Regions from separate parts of the Mus musculus genome. Here region 2 is linked to region 1. Evidence: chromatin contacts called from public HiChIP or PLAC-seq data. All regions are on one chromosome and are shown on one strand. Each heading gives the region's core, a stretch centred on a gene start, on an enhancer-like site or on the middle of the called end of the contact. The rest is flanking DNA. Distances are from core to core; before and after follow the strand shown.

Region 1 (3,086 bases), core at 404-2,903:
TCACAGTGGACTGAGTCTTCCCACTTCAATTAACCTTATTAAGACATATCTTCCACAGATATATCCACCGGCCAATGTAAACAATTCCTCACTGAGACTCTCTTCCCAGACAGTTCTATGCTATGCAAAGTTGACCATTAAACTGGTCATTACAAGTGTTGAGATCAAGATTTTGAAGTTTGTCTTAAGAAACTGAAGTGAAAAGAGAGGTCCAGAAAGTGTCTCAGAAGTATGAAGTCTGTGATTACACACAAGCGTTGTGTAGGATCTACAGCCTGCAAATACCAGGGCCCTACAGAAGACCCCAAGCAGCTGTGTATGCAGCACTCCTGGGTATAGCATGCTTTGATATGTTTACTAAGTCTCTGGTTCCCTCTCCTGCTGGCAAGGCTGGCAGGTCCAGAGGAGAGGAGAGAGGTACCAATCCCACCAGGGTCTCTCTGGGGCTGAGCTAAATGGAGAGTAAACAGCCCAAAAGAAACACACTGAGCTGAGCCGGGAGTCTTGTTGAAGCAGGAACTCAACTTTATGGCATCAGTTTCTCACTTATATAAAATCGGAACATAGGGAGAGGGGATTTTGGTGGGTAAAGATGACATAGGAGGCAGGGAAGGGTGACGGGAAAGCTCTACATCAGCAACGGCCAGGCAGAGGCAGGGTCAAACAGGTCTTGCTGAGTCACTCCAATAAGGAAGTGACAGACGGGTCTCAGAACTTGAGACAGGCTCGGGGTTTGTCCTCAAGGCCCAAACCAGGGCCAAAATGGGGCCCATCGCTCTCCCTTGGCACATCTCAAGATGGGCATAGCTATTTGATTTGTTCTGGCCAATGAAATGGGAATGAGGATAGTTTAAAAAAATTTTTTTGCATGTATTATAACTGAATACTACAAGCCAATTCTCTACTTGCATGTGGAGTGCATGCATGTGCAGTGCTTGTGTGTGTGCGGGAGGGGTGTGTGTGGGGGTGTGTGTGCGAGGTATGTGTGTGTGATGCACCAAGGCACACATGTGGAGATCAGTTCTCTCCTTCTACCACAAGGGCCCAGGGGATAGAACTCAGGTCCTCGGGCTTGGCAGCAGGCATTTCCTTTGCTCCCTGAGCTAGCTTGCCGACATCACGGTATTTGACCTTAGTAGATCTGGAAGGATCCCTTAGCACTGCTCCCCATGTGCATCCCATGTGGTTCACTGTCTCTCCCAGTTGCCCTACTCTCTCCCTCAACCATCCCAGCCGCCGTCTCTGCTCATCTAAGAGACTCCGACTTTCGGCAGCCTGTCAGTCAGTCTTCCATGACTATGGCCCTGGTTCCTCATGGCTGCTCAGAGACTAACCTCTCCCATCAGTACTGCCTCAGAACACAACCCAGGCTGCTTCCTTGAGCAACTCTCCACCCACTTCTCCCTACCTGATCTCACACCCTCCTCCCTGCCCCTCATCTGTCTCGGATAATTTATTCCCTCAGGGCAGAAGGAAAATGTTGAGTCTGTCTTGCTTTAAGATTCGTGGTTTTGGAGAAATCATTTCCTCCCAGTTTCCTGGCTTCAGTCAATGGCTTTCACTGCCTTTAAAATGTGACTCAAAACTCACCTCCTGCAAGGAACATTTCAGGATTGGTTGCACATGAATTGTTGCATTTGCTGCTGTGGCCCCCTGGAACTCAGCTATTCAAGAGACTATGTAAACGTCCCCTTGTCGCTGGGTTCTTTTGTTGCAGTGTTCTTCTGGTTTCTATGCGGCCTTTTCAGATAGATTTTACACGTGGGATTAGGAGGAAGCACTCGGTGCTGACATACTGAGAAATATTAAAATAGCTTACCCTAGGAACAATAACAAGGTCACTGCCTTGGAACCTTCGGAGGCCAAAATTTCCGTTTCTTCAGGGGTTTGACAAATACACAGATCTCTATATCACAGGCTCCAACAAGCATTGGGAACTAGCTTAGGTGACAGATTTTCTTTTCTGATGGCATGTTTATTGTAACCCAGTACAATGACCGTGTGCATTTACGGGGTACGGCACAGTGCTTCCGTGTGTGTGGATATAAAGTGTATTGTGTCCCATCAGACAGCCAGCTCTCTCGTCTCTTATTACTTCTTCATGTTTGGATATTTTCAGCTCCTCTCTCCTAGTTCTTCATGAAGTATGTAGAAGGTTGGGGGCTGGAGACTGGGCTCAGAGGTTAAAGTACTTACTGTATAAGCCTAAGGACCAGAATTTGGATGTTAGAAACCATGGAAATGCTACGTGAGTGTGCAGCCCTGAGCTGGCTAGTGAGTCTGGATTTGCTGAAAGAGCTTGCCTCAGTGAATAAGGCAGATGACAGCTAACGTTAAGGATGTTTGAAAAGCCATATGAAAACCTAATATTTTACAAACTTCATATATATGTGAGTTTAATTGGAGTTATCCTATATGGGGGATAATGCTTCTCCAAGAAGTCATGGGTTGCCAAATACAAATCTCAGTGGTAGGTATGCGACACCTTCCCCCATTGAGTTGTTGGTCAGGATGCCCTGGGGACCTGTAGCGCAATACTATTACTACTGCTCTTGCTTGCCCACCAGAACTGGATGATAATAGCCTATTGCCGAAGACACCACAAACATTGGTCACAGGACATGGAGAGATCAAACTACTGACTAAAAAGCTTCCTCCGTTCTGGTAGGTTGTTTTTTTTGTTTTGTTTGTTTTGTTTTGGTTTGGTTTTTTTTTTTTTTTTTTTTTTTTTTTGAGTGGCAGCACTGAGGTTTATTGGAGCGTCCTAATACAGACGCTGGGGCTTGCCCATGGTGCTCTTAATGTACAAAGCCCAGACGTTTTGCCAGTTTTTCTTGAGCAAGGACACCAAGAAATTGACAGCCAGATGAATGTTGTGGACCAGCTCATCATCGGTCATCTTCACGTGGCCGACAGCGACGGCCAGACACAATACCTTCTTCATCTGGAACTTGATTGTCGATTTCACCTCATCCACTTTGGCCGCCATGTTTTCATTGGGTGTCAGCAGGGAGGGGAACTTGCCAGCCTTGTTTAAGCCTGGGCCCGGATCTGCTTGATCAGAGATTCGGAGGCCAAAAAGGCAT
Region 2 (3,085 bases), core at 434-2,933, 87 kb after region 1:
AATTTATTACATATTTATTACAAGAGAAAATTGAGCATCTTCAGCTCTGATACCCACAAGTTTCTGACAGCAATCCCCTAGTGGACAATAAAGGATAACTGTATGTAAATTCAGTGTGTTACTGTCTTCTTATTGTCTATGAATTTTACTGGAGTTTAAATTACCCTTTGTAAAGCTAGGGAGATAGCTTAGTCAGTGTTAGCCGCAGTAGGCCAAAGACAGGAATTCAGTTCCCAGACCACACATTAAAAAGATAAGGCAAGGGGACTGGTGAGATGGCTCAGCGTTTAAGAGTGCCGACTGCTCTTCCACAGGTCCTGAGTTCAAATCCCAGCAACCACATGGTGGCTCACAACCATCCGTAACGAAATCTGATGCCGTTTTCTGGAGTGTCTGAAGACAGCTATAGTGTATAGTGTATAGACAAATATTTTTAAACAAAGATAAGGCAAGCAGAGTATGGCACACATGCCTTTGATCCCAGCACTCCAGAGCCAGAGGCAGGTGGATCTCTGAGTTCAGACCAGCCTGGTCTACAGATGGAGTTGCAGGCCAGTCAGAACTGACTACATAGAGAAACTTTGTATCAAAAACAACAATAAATAAATAAAACCCAGATAAGGTCATTGGCCCACCAGTCTAACATGAAGCACTGGCTGCTCTTCCAGAGGACCCAGGCCACATGGTGACTCACAACTGTTTTTAACCCCAGTTCTAGTAGCTTCATTGTCCCCTTCTGGTCTCCATAGGGCATCAGGGACACACATAGTAAACAGACCTACATGCAGCAAAACACCCATACACATAATATATTTAAAAGAAATTAATTAGTTAAAATTTAAGTTTTTAAAAAATGACATTTTATGCCTGTGGGAGATGGGATACGTGGCCCCATTAAGTTTGTTCAAAGCTAGGTTAAGGCAAAGGTGTTTTCTAGATTCTTTGTTTAAAATGTTGGGATTCAAAGTCCTTTGTTTTAAATCTGTTTCTTGCCCCAGGAGAGCAACATCGTTTCTCTTGGATTTTATCTCAAAGGCCCTTGAAATAAGCCAGAGGAAATATCAGGGCAGGGGAAGAAAGCAAAGAAAAATTGTTTCCTAGTAGTACCCACCACAAATTCATCACTCATCCCAAACTTCTGGGAATAGAGGTTATTCAGGTCCTGGGTCATCTTGACTGACCGGCAGCAAGAGATGATGAGTAGGCAATAACCCACACATGGTGACTAGACTTTGACTCCTGGCAGAGGCCCAAGTGGCAGAACAGGATCTGTAACAGTCTCCAGTCTAAAAGCCTCAGTAGGGAGTTGCTAAGGCTTCTGGGACCACCATGGGCTGTGATTTAAACCACCTTTCCCAATAAAGGCATATGAGACATTGAAACAAAATTTCTTTACCTGTTACAAAGCACAAAAAAAAAAAAAAAAAAAAAAATCTGATGCTTATCAGGCCAAGCCTAAGTGAAGGCAGAGATTGCTGGATTCTAAGCCCTTCTGCCCTGGAGGTGTTAACAGAACTTGGCACATCTGAGCTTCAATTTTCACAACCTCCTGGAGCATCTAGGCAAAAGATAGTGATGGCTAGGGACCACCCAAGGTGAGAAACTTAACACAGGCGTCACCCAGAGGCTGCTCCACCCTCCACTCAGGGAATTGAAGGGAAAAAAAGCCACAACCAAACATCCCTGGAGGTGTGGCTTCAGTTCAAAGCATTCCAGGTGGAGAGTGGCCTCAGGTGGCAGAGGTAAGGTAAGTGTAGATGCTTTCCTAAGAATGCTGCCCGGTTCCAACCCTCTACCAACTCCCATCTTATGAAAAATCTTCTAAATATAACTCGTGATACAATGATTGCAAAATACAGTACTTGGGACTGGGGACACGGTGTGGTGGCTGAAGCATTTACCACACTAGTGAGAGGACCAGAGTTTAGGTCCCCAGAACCCACATAAATCCAGAGGGTCTATAAGAGTGCCTGTAATCCTGGCCTCAGAAGGCAGAGACGGGAATCATCTAAGTGGCTGACAAGTAGACCATCCACATTTGTGAGTTCTGGGTTTGACTGAGAGACCCTACTTCAAAGACCAATCAAAAATTCTCACTATCAACCCTGGGTCCCTGTAAACACACACTTGAACACGAATACATATATATGTATTGAGGTTTGGTCTATTGCTATGTATTGTAATGCTAAATTCTATACTGGAAGGTCTGGGCTTACAAGCTTTTGTTGTGCAAACTTTGTTCTTTGATTTAAAACTATTGGTTAAACTGGGCGTGGTGGTGCACGCCTTTAATCCCAGCAAATCGGGAGGCAGAGACAGGCAGATTTCTGAGTTCGAGGCCAGCCTGGTCTACAAAGTGCGTTCCAGGACAGCCAGGGCTACACAGAGAAACCCTGTCTCGAAAAAACCATATAAATAAATAAATAAATAAATAAATAAATAAATAAATAAATAAATAAATAAATCTTTTGGTTAAATAAAATTGGCTACAGTCAATTACTAGAGAGATTAGAGATAGGGGGTTTGGAGTGACCTGGTTGGACAAGGTGGGGCGAGAAAGAAGAATGGGAGGAAAGAGGACGCTGCCGTGAGGGGAGATGGATGAAGAGCACATGGCCAGGAGAAACAGCAAGTACTTGGGGTACACCTCTGGGGAAGTAACCAGGCCAGCAGTTAGAAGAGCAGATTAGGGGTTACCCCCTAGGAATTGTCAAAGACAAATAAAATAACCACAGTCTGAGTCTCATCACTTGTGAGCTAGTCAGGGACAAGCTTAAATTGGCTGTTCTACACATACCACACACATACACATAAAGAGGGAAAAAAGCACCCAAGGAAAATGATGGGTGGGAAGCCCTGCAAAGGATGAGCCCTACCTGCAAGGCAGGTAGGCATGCAACATAGTCACTGGCAGTGATAGAAAAGCATCCTCTAGCCCAGGGATTCTCAGTCTCCTTAATGCTGCAACCTTTTAATACAGTTCTTCATGTTGTGATGACCCCAACCATAAAGTTACTCTGTTGCTACTTTATAATGATAGTTTTGCTACTGTTATGAATCATAATGTAAATACCTGTGTTTTCCA

What was found. HiChIP or PLAC-seq counts read pairs in DNA pulled down with a chosen protein or histone mark.
Region 2: a contact with region 1 is called in an H3K27ac HiChIP or PLAC-seq map of embryonic stem cells, with 8 read pairs. The contact joins two enhancer-like sites. A contact is called at or near these places in 23 of 484 Hi-C or Micro-C datasets (the AML12 cell line, the G1E-ER4 cell line, the N1E-115 cell line and 16 more), 3 of 115 datasets of contacts at active chromatin or transcription factors (all in embryonic stem cells) and 1 of 9 other capture datasets (embryonic stem cells).

Annotation. Positions count from the first base shown.
Region 1 is chr13:63,943,113-63,946,198 of GRCm38.p6, forward strand. It overlaps the pseudogene Gm7695. Among named protein-coding and RNA genes, the nearest start is that of Gm30950, 17 kb to the left of the region's middle. Within about 2 kb of position 1,654, at least 16 of the 459 cell types and tissues checked have an H3K27ac peak or open chromatin away from gene starts, as enhancers often do. A contact at or near this core is called in embryonic stem cells, where this site is marked.
Region 2 is chr13:64,029,753-64,032,837 of GRCm38.p6, forward strand. No RefSeq gene overlaps it. Among named protein-coding and RNA genes, the nearest start is that of Gm30999, 25 kb to the right of the region's middle. Within about 2 kb of position 1,684, at least 6 of the 459 cell types and tissues checked have an H3K27ac peak or open chromatin away from gene starts, as enhancers often do. A contact at or near this core is called in embryonic stem cells, where this site is marked.